2 separate regions of the Mus musculus genome follow, and region 2 is linked to region 1. A link is a contact called in public Hi-C data. All regions are on one chromosome and are shown on one strand. The core of a region is the stretch at or near the end of the contact, and the rest is flanking DNA. Distances in the headings are between cores, read along the strand shown.

Region 1 (7,287 bases), core at 1,415-3,914:
AAGTTACTAGTGTTTGCTTGTAGCACCAGCTTGTGCTTAGGGATTTATATATGGCATCTCATTTAATTCTTTAAAACCTCTGAATTAAAGGGAGTACCTCTAAAACTTGGCCTTTAAAAAGTTCACCCCTTTTAAAGTACAAAGGGTAATAAAATCCTTGTGTACTTCAGTGAACAGATGTCCCCATGTTGGTGCTTACAGTCAAGTTGTTCCTTAAAAGTTTCAACCTTCTTGTTTACAATTTTTAATTCAAGTGAAGTTACAACCTTAACAATGTAGGGGCAGTTACATAAAATCAGAAAGTCAATAACTTGAATACTTAATCAAATGAAGATAAATCACCTTCAGTCACAAGAAAATTTGGGCCTACTAGCCAAATAAAGTTTATATATTTCTCATGCTACAGGCAAAAGAAATTCTATATACACATACAGACACACACACGTGCACACACACACAGTGTATTGATGGAAAAAAAGGAACAGGAGGGAGAGTTAGGGGAAGGAGACAAAACTCCGTAATAAGGAAAGGCTAGTCTATCCTTACTTAAAATAACATTTATAGTAAAACCCCTTGATTTTCCTGGGACAAGCAACCTTTCCATACAATGATTAACAACCAACCAAACAAAACACCGTACTCATTCTAGCAAAGATGCTGTGATAGGCTTAGGAGATAAATATTAAGGAAAACACAACTCAAGTCATCAGAAATATGTCATTGTTTTGATTCTGGCAAGAATAACAGAACCCATCTATCTTCTTCACTTGGATATTCAGCCAATGAATATCACCTTAAAGTCACCAGGGATCAAACTAAACTCCACCTATAAGAGCCAACCTTTCTTAAAACCCAGCTATATTGTGTAAGACAGGTTCATATGGCTCCTGTTTTTAGTCTAAGTGAAGCGTCTGACAGTTAGTGTTCAAAACGGCCTGTGAATGGTAACTACTTACTCAAAGCCCAGCCAGTCCCAACACCTTTTCATGATATACAAAGTTACAACAGTCCATTTTGAAACCTGACCAGGGACCAAAGCTGAATAAATGTGCAAGACTAATTACTTGCTTAGGTCTCTTTTACGATAAGTAAATGCCAGGCTACATTTATCTTTCTCATTTTAAGAAAGAATATCACTATGTACACATTGTGTCCCCCCACATACACTGAAGAAATAAGGTCAACGCATTAAAAAAAACCTGTTATGCGAACTCTTCATAAACAGTATTATACAAGTTCTGGTAACATTTCAGTTTTAAGAAACTTTAAAAAAAGACACCACTTGGTTTTTAATTGTATTTTGGTAAACAGAATGATTAGCCGTAAAACTCTGCAAACCAAGTACTTACTGTAGTCTTGAATCAATGATTACAGAAAAGAAAGTGAAACTGTCCCTGAGTAAAAACAAATAAGTGTAACTCATTATTCACAGACCTAAGCATCTGAATGAGTGACATGGTAAAAGCAGAACGTTTAAAATGCATGCTTTGAAGAAAAGTTCTCCTCCATAAACAGCTGTGCGAACCTGGATCCGGTTGTTACTTTGTAAAAGGGGCGTTAACTAGTTTCCCCGACACTTTTTGTTACTTGAGTGTATTTACTTGAAAGAACCACAAACAAGCAAGTCCTAAGGCCTTCAGATATAAAAGAGCTATTCAACAAAAGTAATCTCAACTGTATTCTAGGGAGGTTAAAGTCCTAGATTGTAAAACTTTGGTCCCGTCAAATTTTCATTTCAAACATCTGAATCTGATCCCTCCCACCCGCCCTTTCCTCCAGGTAAGTTGGTTCTCTGTGCCCCAAAAGATAAAGAGCCTGGGGGAGGAAGGCACACTCGCTTTTTCGGAGGGGAAAGAGCTACGGGGCTCCTCCCCCCCACCCCAACACCCCCGGCTGTCCGCCTCTCTTGCGGGTGTCCGCTCCGCTACGGCGTGGGCAACTCGGGTGTTCTGCTGAGGAGCCTAGTGGACTGCGCCCGGGTGGGAAAGTTTGTCGGGGTGGGGTGGGGGCGGGGAGGCCAGCCCGGAGCTCCGAGGGGCGCCCTGGAGCCGGAGGTGGCAGCCACGCGGGGGGGCGGCGGGCGGGCCCCGGACGCCGGCTACGCCGGCTACACTGTCCCGGCGTGCACACGCCCACCCCGGCAGCTCCAAACGCGCCGGGCGGCCCGGTAGCTGCCGGCCGCCCGAGCAGCGGACCGAGGGGGCGGGCTGGGGCCGGTGGGGGTGGGAGCGCTGTGGCCATGGCAACCAGGGGGGTCCGGCCCTTCCGTGCAACCCCGGCGCTGCCTTCGCTGCGAGCCCGCCCGCCGTGGCCACCGCCTCCTGCTCTGCGGGCCTGGCCCGGCCGGGCGGCGGCAGCGCCAGTCCCGCAGCCGTGGGGTCCCCGGGCCGCCCGGCGGCTGTAGAGGGGGCGGCGGGCGAGGGGCCGCGCTAGTCCCGGCGGGCCGCGGCCGGCTGAAGGCGGCGGGGCGGCTGAGGCCGCGAACCAGGGACACGCGGCCCGGCCCCACGCCGGCCTGCAGCGGGCGGGAAGGAGGCGGGAGCTTACCTGACCCGGCTCGGCACTCGCTCCATCCCCCTCGGCCGCCGCCGCCGCCGCCGCCGCACACAGCCCAGCCGCCCGGCGGGGGACAATGACGTGCCTCCATCCGGGCACCGCCGCCGCCGCCTCCGGGTCAGCGCCGCACCCGCAGCTTGCCGGCCGGGCCGCCAGGGGGCGCACCAGGGCCGCGCCCGCACGCGCCGCCGCCACGGCCTCCGCCGCCCAGGGGCCGTCGCGCAAGAGGCGCGGCGCGCAGCTAACGGGCCGGGCAAACGCGGGAGGGGCCGTCGCCCAAGGGCGGCGGGGCGCGGGCTGGCCTCACGCGTCAGCTAAGCGCCGGGCTCCGCCGGAGAAAGCACACTGATTGGTCCGACGCCCTGATTGGCGGGATGCACTGATTGGCTGGGTGTCCGGCAGCAGGGCGGGGAGGGGCCGCTTCCGTTCAGAGTTCCCGGAGTGGCCCGGGTTGGGGCCCTAAAGCCAGTACACCTGAGCTCCCATCCCGGGAGACTCATGCCTCTCCTACGCGTGGCCCTGCGGACTACGGTGGCGAGGCCACTGGGCTCTGCGATCCACGGGCCCTCACCGCGATGGGGCCTCCGCTGTCTCTACCTTACGTAGCCCTGCCAGGCTAAAGAGCAGACCATGCACCCCCCTCAACGTCTCACTTCAAGTCTTAGCTCTCCAGATTGAGGCAACTGCGCCCCAGTCCTACAGTCATGCTTCTTGTTACTTCCTGGATCCTGAGGCTGGACAAAGTAGTTCATCCTTGTATTCTCTCCCCTCCAGCGCCTGCCTGTGGTACCCATTTAGTACACACCCCTGAAGAGCATTCACTGCTGATCAAAACCTTTCACCCCCTAGACCACCAGTTCACTACACCCTACTGACCTAAAGAGCTGTGGTCCTGCCCACCACCCACTTGCCTTCTCTCTCACTAAGCCTAGTCTAACTGACTCCTCCAGCACTCCACTCTGGTTTCACTATACTCTTGTGGACACAGTTTTTTGTTTTATTTTAAAACACAGATCAGAAGAAGAAGCTAAGCTCTTTAGCTTGGGCATTAAAAGTCCCATTTTAATGATTCCCAGTACAGGTGAGTCTGAGACAGGAGAATCACAAGTTTGAAGACACCCTGTGCTACAGAAGGACTCCCAGTCTCAAAACAAAACACCCAACTCCATATTTCCTTTTTCCTTTCATTTATTCCAGCCACAGCATGCTATGTTAAGCTTTTAACATTATAAAGAGGTCAGGAGCCTATACCTACTCATGCTACCAACTTCATTACAGTCCCTATAGGTTGGCTATAAAATGTCTATTGAGTATTTGGAGCAAAAAACTCAAGTACTTTGAGGAATTAAAAAGGAGAAAGAGAATCCTAGTTGCTCACATTTCAGCATCTCCTGTCAAAATTAACACCACAACTTTTTTCTTTACAAAAAATGGTTATGGAATTTCACCACTGTAGACCATTATTAAGAGATTTGCAAAAGGTAAAATAACCCATGTCTGTGATCCTAGAATTCAGCAGCTTAGGCAGAAGGATTGCCATGAGTTCAAGCCAGCCTGGACTACAGAGTAAAATCCTGTCTGTAATCCAGGTCAGCCAAGACTATAGACTGAGACCCCATCTCAAGGAAAATGACCAATTTGTGCGACTAGAACTACCTGCTCAGTACTTTGCCTTTTCCAGGTAATTAAATTCAAATGCTGAGGAACTGAGGGACTAGTTATCTAGCTAAACGTTATGGTATTTCAGAACACTTCCCTTTGAGGTCCCAGAAGTTTACCCCGCCCCTGTTGGGATTTATTAAGAATGGGGTTTGGTGTTTGTTTTTAGAGGCAGGGTCTTATTCTGTATAATGGCTTTAAACTCTACAACCTCTGCCTCAATCTGCAAGTGCTGGGCTTACAGATTTAAATGAGGGAAGAAAGAGAATTTGGCCCCAGTGGACAAAACATTCTCAAATGGCCCTCACTTCTGCTTTGATTTTACACAAAGTTTGATGTTCTTTAATTCAGGTCACCTTAACAATTTGACTATAAAAGCATTTTGTGTGTGTGTGTGCGTGTGTGTGATATGTCTGAGTGTGTGTATGTCAAAAACAGGTCAACATCAAGTGGTTTTTTTTTTCAACTGCTACCATATTTGTGTAGTATGTGTATGGACACACTTGCAGGTGTGCATGCTCATTAGGAAGTCAACTGTTAATAGCTCTCATATTTCCTCTGTGTGTGTGTGTGTGTGTGTGTGTGTATGTGTGTGTGTAGAACAGAGGTTAACATTTGGCATCTTCGTGTGTCACACTGAACTGAGAGCTTGGTTAGATGGCATCCATCAAACCCCTGAGATCCACATGTCCTGTGCTATGTCCCCTCTCTACTCCCTGGAAGTGGAAGGGCAAGACAGCATCTACAGAAGACCACTGCAACTATGCCTGAAACACTGTTCCCGCCGAGAGCACTTCAGGTCGTCTGCTGTGGCCTTGGAAAGTAGCTCTCCCAAAGCACAGAGTGCATTCTAGAAGATCGTGCAGACATCTCAGAGGTAAGAGAATTGCCCCCTTGCAATTCTTACCATAGCCACCACTCTAAGCAATAGAGGTATGCCATGGCCGGATCATTCCTTCTCTGACAGCAGGCTTTTTTGAGAAAGGGTATCATATAGTCCTGGCTGGCCTAAAACTAGCTGTGTACCTGACTTTGAACCACAGATCCTCCTGCACCAGTCTCAGGAGAACTGAGATAACTGGGGTGTACAAACATGTACACCATCTGTAGGGTGTGTGTGTGTGTGTGTGTGTGTGTGTGTGTGTATGCATGCCAGAGGAGAACTTCAGGCATCACTAGATCCTGTTTTGTTTTGTTTTGTATTGTGTTGTTTTGTTTTTGAGACAGTGACTTTCACTGGCCTGGAACATGCCAAGAAGGCTAGACTCATTGGCGATAAAGGCTTTACCACCTCAGACCTAGGCAAGCAAGTCCATGTCACCACAGCTGCATATGAGTTATGGCCATCTATCTCAGTTCTTACTGCTTGGCAGAACTTTACTGGAGGATCGGTGGACAGATCAGTGAAATGGCTAAGTAGTTTGAAAAGGCGCTTGCTGAAAGCCTCAGGGCCTGAGTTAGATTTCTGGGACCAACTTAGAAGAAGGAGAGAACTAATCTCCTCCAGTTGTCCTGTGATCTCCGCCACAAGCATGCTGCAGCAGATGTGCAACACCCCCAACACCAAATAAATGTAAAACTGTTTCAATAAAGGACCCATCTCCTTCATCCACGGTTACATTTCTTGGGACAGGGTCTCACTTTGTGGCCCAGGCTAGCCTAGAACTCAAAGCAATCCTCCTACCTTAGCTCCCTGAGTGCTGGGTATGCAAATATGAAACACTAGATGTAACTTACAACTTGTATCTTATGACATTTGACATCATCCTGACCAACTTTGCAGACTTGGGGAGACTCCCCCTCTTACAGAAGCTGACTCTGTTGAAAGACAGTTTATATACCAAGAGGATGTCTTCCATCCACAAAGCAAACTAGCTGATGTTCTATTCACAAAAACATCCTTACCCCACTCACTGTCAAATATGTATGTTGCTACCACTAAATCATGAAAAACAAGTGACAGGCAACTATGTCTTCACTAAAATTATTACAATTTGTCAGTGCTATCTTGCCTAACTGCCTATGTTACTTTTGTTTTTGTTTTTGTTTTGTTTTTGTTTTGTTTTGTTTTGTTTTTCAAGACAGGGTTTCTCTGTGTAGCCCTGCCTGTCCTGGAACTCACTTTGTAGACCAGGCTGGCCTCGAACTCAGAAATCCACCTGCCTCTGCCTCCCAAGTGCTGGGATTAAAGGCATGCACCACCACGACTGGCGCCTATGTTACTTTTAATAAAAAATGCCAGTAAAGATTATTCCTAAGACGCTCCCAAAATCCTACTTTTGTTGTTGTTGCTGTTGACAGTCCAGACTAATCCTGGAATACTCTTTGTTTCTCAGACTAAATCAAACGTAAGCATCTTGAATTTTGGGCTTACAAGCCCATACCTCACAGTGCTTTTTGTCTTCATTCTAATGCTTATTCCAACCTGGCACCCGCCTGACCCAACTGACACGGATCAAGGCCCTGTTGGGCAGAGCTGCTGTTACTTCCTTCCAGAGCTCCTACAGAGCTGCCTGGAGCTATGATGTCTTTATCACCCCGCCTCTGACACCTGCATCCTTAATATACTACAGGTTATCTGGAAAGGGGGCAATAAGACAGCAGACACACCAAGTGATCAACTTACCTCAAAACTGGAGGAAGTAATGTAGAAGACTCGAGGAATTTTCCTCAACTGGGGAGATGTAATTGGTTGCAGGCCGGCAATAGACTTAACCCTGAGGGTCAGCGGTCTTCAGGCCTGGTGGTGTTGGTCCTGAGGGCTGCCTTCACCAATGAGTCTCCTAGAGAAGCACAGAGGTGAGCTTGTCATTATGAAGGATGACCCATCAGGTCAAGGGCATTGCTCTAAGCTTGATGACCTGAATTCCATCCCTACAACAGCAGAAGGAGACAAGTGCTGTACGATTGTCCTCTAACCTCTAGCACACTAGAAATGTAATGGAGCCTTTCTGAAAGGAAGACACAAGGATGATGTAACCCCTGAGCTTAGAGGATAGAGTGATTCCCTAGGATGCAGAGAACCATGGGTCCCCTCTCCATAAACAAATCAAGGGCAAATAGTAGCTGGGA
Region 2 (7,287 bases), core at 2,180-4,679, 550 kb before region 1:
ATAACATGTAACATTAAAAAAAGAGAATAGAATCGAAGCCCAAAGGTGTTACTAGAGTAAGACATACAAGGAAAGGTGGGGCCTCAGAAAAGGGACAGACTGACAAGCACCAGGACGTAGAGGTGGGGCAGAAAGGGAGGTGGAAAGACACCAAGGTGGCACTTTCCTGCAGGCAGCTTCTGACAGTGACAGGGAGGGCCAACTTTAAATTAGGAGTTACTAACCACATATGATTATCTTCCCAATTCAAAAACCAAAGTCCTGGGGTTAGCATGATGGCTCACCCATGTTAGAGTGCTTGTTGCTCTTGCAGAGGACCTGAGTTCGGTTCCCAGCACCCATGTTTGGCAGCTTACAACTGCCTGGTAACTCCAGTTATAGAGCTCTGGCGCCCTCTTCTGGCCTGTTAGCTCCTACATGCACACGGGACACAGAAACTCAAAAAGGCACACAAATTATCAACACAAAAATAATAAATACATATTTAAAAAAAGAAACAGAAAACCACATTCCATTCTTCTAAGAGCAGTGGAAGGCAGATTCCAGTCACAGGAATTTCTCAGTGCTACCTTTTAGGTACAGAGAAGAGTTATGGAGAAGAGAAACCACAGCCTTGAGTCATATAACTTTATCTAGGGGATACTGGTCTGCAGCCAAAACAAACAGCAGACTCTCCAGCAGAGTCCTTGCAGAGCTATCTCATGGGGCTCATGGTTAAAGTACAGGATTTCTTGGACAGCTGTGTGATAAGATCACAGATGCACTGTTTAAAAGAAAACCTCTGTATGAAATAAAAGACCATCTACATGGAATTATTAGGAATATAGATCCAATTCAAGACTGCATCAGACAAACCAGGACATCCATTCAACGCTATCCACACTGGACAGGCTTTTTGTTTCCCTAAGTTGAGCAAAGTACTCCCCTCTGTGAACTCACCACCTCTACTGATGGTTCATCTCAGTGGTCAATGTGATGAGACTCTGAATTGCTGGAGAAATAGACCAAGGGCTAGTCAGTCATTCTTGTGGGGGATTCTCTTGATGAGGTAAACTGGGGCAGGAAAGCCTGCCCACTGTGTGCGGCTTCATTCCCTTGGCTTAGATCTTGGACCATACAAAGACAAGGTGGGCTGAGCACTCACTGTATGAAACCATGTGATTTATTTATGCATAAGACTATGATTCTATGTATGAGACTCTATGAGTCTGTGTACAAGACTATGAGTCTGCATATGAAACTCTATGATTCTATGTATGAGACTTTATAATTCTATGTATGACTCCATAGTTCTATGGACCTGTATGGAGGGAGAGAACGGACTCCCACAAGTTGTGCTCTGACCTTCACGTGCATACTGGACCACACACATGCACACATGTAGGCACATACAAAACAAATTTTTTAAAAACTGTTTAAAAAATGCAACTTTGGAGCAAACGGAATGAAAGATTTCTTTGTATAATTCTTTTGTTTCTCTGTAACTTTTCTATGACTCTATGTTCCAGAGTACTGTCCATCATGGTGGGCATGCTTTCCTCTTCCCTTCCTGACTTCAGAAAATATATACATTTTCAGCTTCCTCAAAGTAAGCTTCTGTGCCCTTCCCACCGTGGTGGACTGTACTCTGCCACTGTGAGCAGAATAAGCCCTTTCTCCCTCAAGCTGCTCTTGTCAAGGTAAATTTTCAAAATGCAAAAATCATCCCAACCTGACTAAAGGAAGATGTCCAAATCCTAGCAAGTCTTTGCCTCCTATAAGGTACAAAAAACGGCACCTCCCACGAGCAGCTGCAGGTGATGGGATGGATACGATTTTCCTTTTTCTAACTCTGCCAAGTAACTCCATTAGCCTAAAGTTATCAGACTGCCTACACAACAGGTCATGACAGCCTGCCACTCGGGTGTATTTTATATTACAATCACCTTTATTCACTCCTTTCTCCACGACCATCCTACTTACTTATTAATTATTCTATGTATGGATGCTCTGCTGCATGTACACCTGCATGCCAGAAGAGGGCGTCAGATCCCTTTAGAGACCACTCCACTACCATTCAAGAACAGACCTTTGAGTAAGTCTTCCAAAATACATTACAAAGGAGTCAGAAAAAAAAAAATTACAAACGGGAAAAACTTACCTTTGATCTGCTCATGTTCTGCTCCTCTTGGGGGAACTGTAGACACTGCTGACTGACCTGCTGGAGGAAAAGCTCGCTGAAATCGGAGATTAACTGGTCTACACAGGGACATGTCTCTCGCCTGGGAACCACCAAGTGAAATCGCAGCTTATACACACTGCAGAGGTGATAGGAAGGAAATCACAAACCTAACTCCAACAGGTGGAATGGGGGGTGGGAGGCGAGGGGGGGCGGGTACAGTTCTATGATGAACACTACGCTGCCTTCTTTTTATCCACGGGCATTTGGTGTAAAGGTGGGGGAAACAAGGGTACTTATTTTATTTCCTATTCAAACTGTTGCAAAATATGTCACAGTGAATGAGGATTCTGGGCACTATATATATATATATCTGGGATCCATGTTCCATGAGGTGACATACATGCAATCCCAACTCTCTGGAGGCGGAGACGGGAGGATCACCCACTACCAGAACAATATGTGCCACAAGGAATCCACGCCTCAAAAAAACTAAAACACAAAAAGGAAAAATGGTCCAGATGGATAGACGTCCGACAAACAGGGATAAAGCGTGGTTTGTTTTCAAACTATCCAACTAAACTTGGTTACTGCTGCATATCTTAAAAAGGGACTAAGGGAAGAAACTAGAAAACAATGGCACTCATTTCAACACAACCTTGATTAAGTCTCACACCTGTCGCAGACTCAGTCTTCCTTCACGAGCAGAAAGAAGTAAAAGCAGATTTTGAGCACTAGACCATTACGATGCCTCAAGGGCAGACTCGGGGGGGGGGGGGACCACAGACAGAGCAAGAGAGCTGATGGACGCTGAGTGACACCGTGGGAATCTGGAGCCCTTGAGTTCTTCAGTGCCTGCACTCTGTCCTCGGGACTGACCGTGCAGCCCAAAGCGATGCAGCTGTCCCGCTGTCAGCCCGACCACCTCGACCCTCCCAGGCGCCGCAAGCTGGGGACAGCGGGGTGCCCGGGTGAACTGACTGGGCACCATCTGTGCCCAGCATCCCTCCCGCAGCCCCGATCGCTCTGCGCCCTCGGGCCTCACCGAGCAGGCGTCTCCGCTGCCCCTGTCAGCCTCCGCGCCGAGCTCTCGCTAGGCCTCCCTAGCCCGCACAGCCGAGTCTGTTCGCTGCCGCCCCGGAAGCTCCGGCCTCGGCCCTGCAGGCTCGGCAACTCCAGCTTAGCGAACGCAAAGGCTGCGGGAGGGAAGGTAGCCTCGACACACCAGACCTGCAGGAAGTCACCACGGCGCAGTGGCCCAGCGCAAGCGCGGGCACGCGCACAGGCCGCGACGCGCATGTGCAGCATCTTCCCGGAAGTCCGAGTTCCAAGGCTCTCCTTTCTCCCCAAGAATTGCACAGAAACTCTGTGTCCCAGACGCCTTCGCGCGCCACTGCATCTAGGGATCCTCGCGCAAGAACTTACCTCCTCCCAGCAGTTTGGGGGAGGTGCTCTGAGAGCAATGGCTGCCTCCAGCCATGCTCTTACCTTCTTGTTTGTCCTCACTCCCTTTGAGCCTGGAGAAACGGCCTGCTGCGTGAAGTCCCAAGTCTTGTCCCTGGCTCAGGACTCCTAAAATAAGAGGAAGATTGTGTTAGAAGGAAAGAAAACTGAGTGTCATTCTCGATTAACCAAACTTCCTTGAAGTACTAGGTACAAGAAATAACCAGCTGTGCTTTACAAAGAAGGAGGCACAAACACTAATGGTGGGTTTCTAGAACATACGTCTAATGCCCAGAAACTCTAAAAAACAGAACCAGAAAGAGAACACAGAAAGAAGAAAACACCTACCTGCAATGTGATCTCTGAAAGGTGATATTTAGGGCCGGGCGACAATGACAGTTTTCAACGATGGTTACATTATGATGAACGGCTCCTCGATTTCTTATTGAATTAATGCAACGACGTTCTTGGCCTAGTTCTTCATAAAGACGTTGGCGTCAAAATTAATAACAAAGCCTGTCAATAGAAAAAGTTCTCTGCGCCGATGCAGAGAGTAACGTTTTCATCCCAGAAGCACCAAGCGCCTTGGAGCGCCAACCCTAGGTAATAAACTGCTGAGCAACCAGCAGGAGACAGAAGCATCACGAATCCCTCTCAGATGCTGCAGGGCACACATGGTCTCAGGAGAAAGGGTGAGCCCTCCTCCTCGGAAGGCCTGCACTGCCATGGGGCACCTTCTCCCAGGTTCTCACCTCACCTGGTCACTGAGGTGCCCACCTGAGCTGGCTCCTATCTCTTAAACCAAAAGCTTCCCTTCCCCGTGGCAAGCAGGGGTTACGTCTCTGAATGAGGGGCCTGGGCTAAACTCCCCAGGTGACAGGGAGATAGGAACACTCTTTTCTCCAGGTTTACATTGCACAGATGGGACTCAGGCCTTTCAGAAAAGGAATTCCTTGCTTGCAGTGAGGACATTCAAGCTCATATAATTTTTGTATTGAGAGAAGATTTCGGTTTGTACACACATACGGAACAAGGGTTGCCAGTCAACAGACTGAGATCCTTCTGCTCTGCACAGATAGGAGAAGCTCAACCTGTGTGGGCCATCCTAGGTCTACTGGCTGGACCAGCAGGCCTACAGGCTTTCAGCTCCAAGTCCTGACCTAGGGCTCTATTGCCTCAGGCTTTAGAAACTAGACACTTAACGTCCTAGCCTTTCACCCACCAGTGACCCTGGCACCCGGCAGTTGTTGTAATATGTGGCCTCCAGCAGAAGCAGCAGGCAGCAAGTGTCCCTGCTAGTGATAATGATCCTAGATGGACATCAGGTATAGTGAGTGACCTCTCAACTACTACAGACAGGACTGGAACAGCTCTTGAGTCCAAGGTAGATTCATAAGTTCCCCAGGTGACAGGGTTGTTCTCTTCCTTGAGGTTTGCAATGCATAGAAAGGGGCTCTTGGGTCTTTCAGAAAAGGAAGTTCTTTCTTGAAACAAGGGCAGAAAGTATATGTAACTAAAAAGGAGAGAGAGAGAGAGAGAGAGAGACAGAGACAGAGAGAGAGAGACAGAGAGAGACAGAGAGAGACAGAGACAGAGAGAGACAGAGACAGAGACAGAGAGACAGAGAGACAGACAGAGACACAGAGAGAGAGAGAGAGAGAGAGAGAAAGAGAGAGAGAGAGAGAGAGAGGTGTCAAAGAGACAATACAGATCTCGACAGTGAATGTTACTCTTTAAAGTGAGAAGGGTAGAACAGAGAAGCAGTCTTTACCATCTGGCAACAAGCAAAATTTAATCTTTTATTAATACCTCCTTGCCTGAGGATGGAGCCTAGGCCCTCCTGTAAGCTAGGCAGGTGCTCTACCACTGAGCCACACCCCAGCCCCTCACTGGGGAATTCTAGGCAGGGGCTCTACCACTGAGCCACGCCCCCAGCCCCTCACTGGGGGATTCTAGGCAGGGGCTCTACCACTGAGCCACGCCCCCAGCCCCTCCCTGGGGGATTCTAGGCAGGGGCTCTATCACTGAGCCACGCCCCCAGCCCCTCCCTGGGGGATTCTAGGCAGGGGCTCTACTATTGAACTGCATTCCTCAAACCAGTCTTTTTTCAAACCATATAATGCAAACACAATATCCAAGAAGATGATAGAAATACTGAGTTAGAAGTAGTAATGATGAAGGACTAATGGTCATAAGTATGTATTCTTGAGGCTGAAGCAATGGCACGGTGGTTAAGAGCACTGGCTGCTCGCCCAGGAAAACCCAAATTGGTTTGCCAGCACCCACATAGAGGCTCACAACTGACTGTGACTCCAGTCCTAGGGGATCTGGCACCCCCTTCTGGCATCCATGAGCACTGTATGCTCATGTTGCACCGTCAAACATGCAGACAAAATTTCAATATATATAATATGTTTTAAAAGATTTATTTATTTTATTTATATGAGTACTCTGTAGCTGTCTTCACACACACCAGTAGAGGGCATCGGATCAGATCCCATTGCAGATGGTTGTGAGCCACCATGTGGTTGCTGGGAATTGAACTCAGGACCTCCAGGAGAGCATCAGTGCTCTAAACCCGAGCCATCTCTCCAGCCCCCACATAATATGTTTTAACTGGGAAAAGAAACAATGTACTCTTGCAAGAGTACATGGATTATAAATACTATTATATAAACATTTCACACCAATTTTAAAGAAAAATTATGAAATTAAGTAAAATACAAATCACCTCAGGTGCTCTTAAAGATACGATCAACATCAAACTCCTCTTAGGCTAGCAGCACGGTTTCCATGGAGATAGATACAAAATTAAGCATGTGTATTCTGAGAGCATGCGTGATGTTGGACAAGTTAGATAAACTTTCTGCATGTCAGTTCCCTTGCTTGATATTAAAGGGTCATAATTCACCATCCTCTTTTTAGGTGGGTCAGACATCTGACCCCACTCCAGGGCCTCCCTGAAACAATAGAACATTCCACAGCTCTCCTATCCCAGGAATTCAGTATGAACAGACTTCCATGTTGCTTGCTGCATAGACATAGGATGTTGTCCAGAAACTGGCAAAAGAACCTGAATGGAATAATGAGCCATGAACCAAGACAGCATCACAGACCAGAGGGAGGAAGGGGGAAGAAGCTGGAACTCAGAAAGAAGGGTTCCAGTGTGTGCCCTCACCTTGGAGGGAGTAGAGGAAGGTGACACAGTAGTGCATCAGGAGAGCCAGGTTTCAGCTGCAGCCACCAATTATTACAGTGTGTTACAGTGTGTTTGGGGCCATATTCTGGTGTTTAGTTTCTTTAACTAAAGGAGGGGCTCAGAGAGTAATTAGTCCCCTTGTCTCACACAGCAACTCCTCCTTACAAGGACTGACATTGCCATGACTGTAAAATGTGATTTAAAACAATCAACTCTATGGTCATGAAGCAAGCCAAGAGGGTGACACTTTGAGCTCTGTGTGCACCTGATGTGCGTATGTAACATATATATCAACATTCCATTCATTTTAGATAGTTCTCATTTGTGTATGAGTGTGCAGGCACATGCCATGATGCCTGTGTGGTCAAGAGAACAACCTTTGGGAGTAGTTTCTCTTGCTCCACTTGTTTCTCGGGTGTGTCTTGTATTGTTCCAGTGCTGGGGCACTCTGGGCTAGCTGGCCTGCATGCTTCCTGAAGGCAGACTC

The links. A called contact is a pair of places that touch in the nucleus more often than the background predicts.
Region 2: a Hi-C map of rod photoreceptor shows a contact between it and region 1, with 5 times the contacts expected there. The contact joins the promoter of Rbak here to the promoter of Usp42 in region 1. A contact is called at or near these places in 1 of 39 promoter capture datasets (liver), 8 of 484 Hi-C or Micro-C datasets (brain, cerebral cortex, double positive thymocytes and 5 more), 2 of 115 datasets of contacts at active chromatin or transcription factors (bone marrow-derived macrophages and large pre-B cells) and 2 of 9 other capture datasets (adipose tissue and liver).

Annotation. Positions count from the first base shown.
Region 1 is chr5:143,729,616-143,736,902 of GRCm38.p6, forward strand. It overlaps Usp42 (ubiquitin specific peptidase 42), which reads right to left and starts at 2,665. Exons shown (of 18, transcript NM_029749.2): 1 at 2,548-2,665. It overlaps Gm38737 (a long non-coding RNA gene), which reads left to right and starts at 2,840. Exons shown (of 3, transcript XR_868672.3): 1 at 2,840-4,237; 2 at 4,939-5,092; 3 at 5,443-5,816.
Region 2 is chr5:143,177,346-143,184,632 of GRCm38.p6, forward strand. It overlaps Rbak (RB-associated KRAB zinc finger), which reads right to left and starts at 3,430. Exons shown (of 5, transcript NM_001045482.2): 1 at 3,204-3,430; 2 at 2,141-2,197. The coding sequence starts at 2,155. Spdye4b (speedy/RINGO cell cycle regulator family, member E4B) reads left to right here and starts at 3,672. Exons shown (of 8, transcript NM_001384193.1): 1 at 3,672-4,293. The coding sequence starts at 4,276.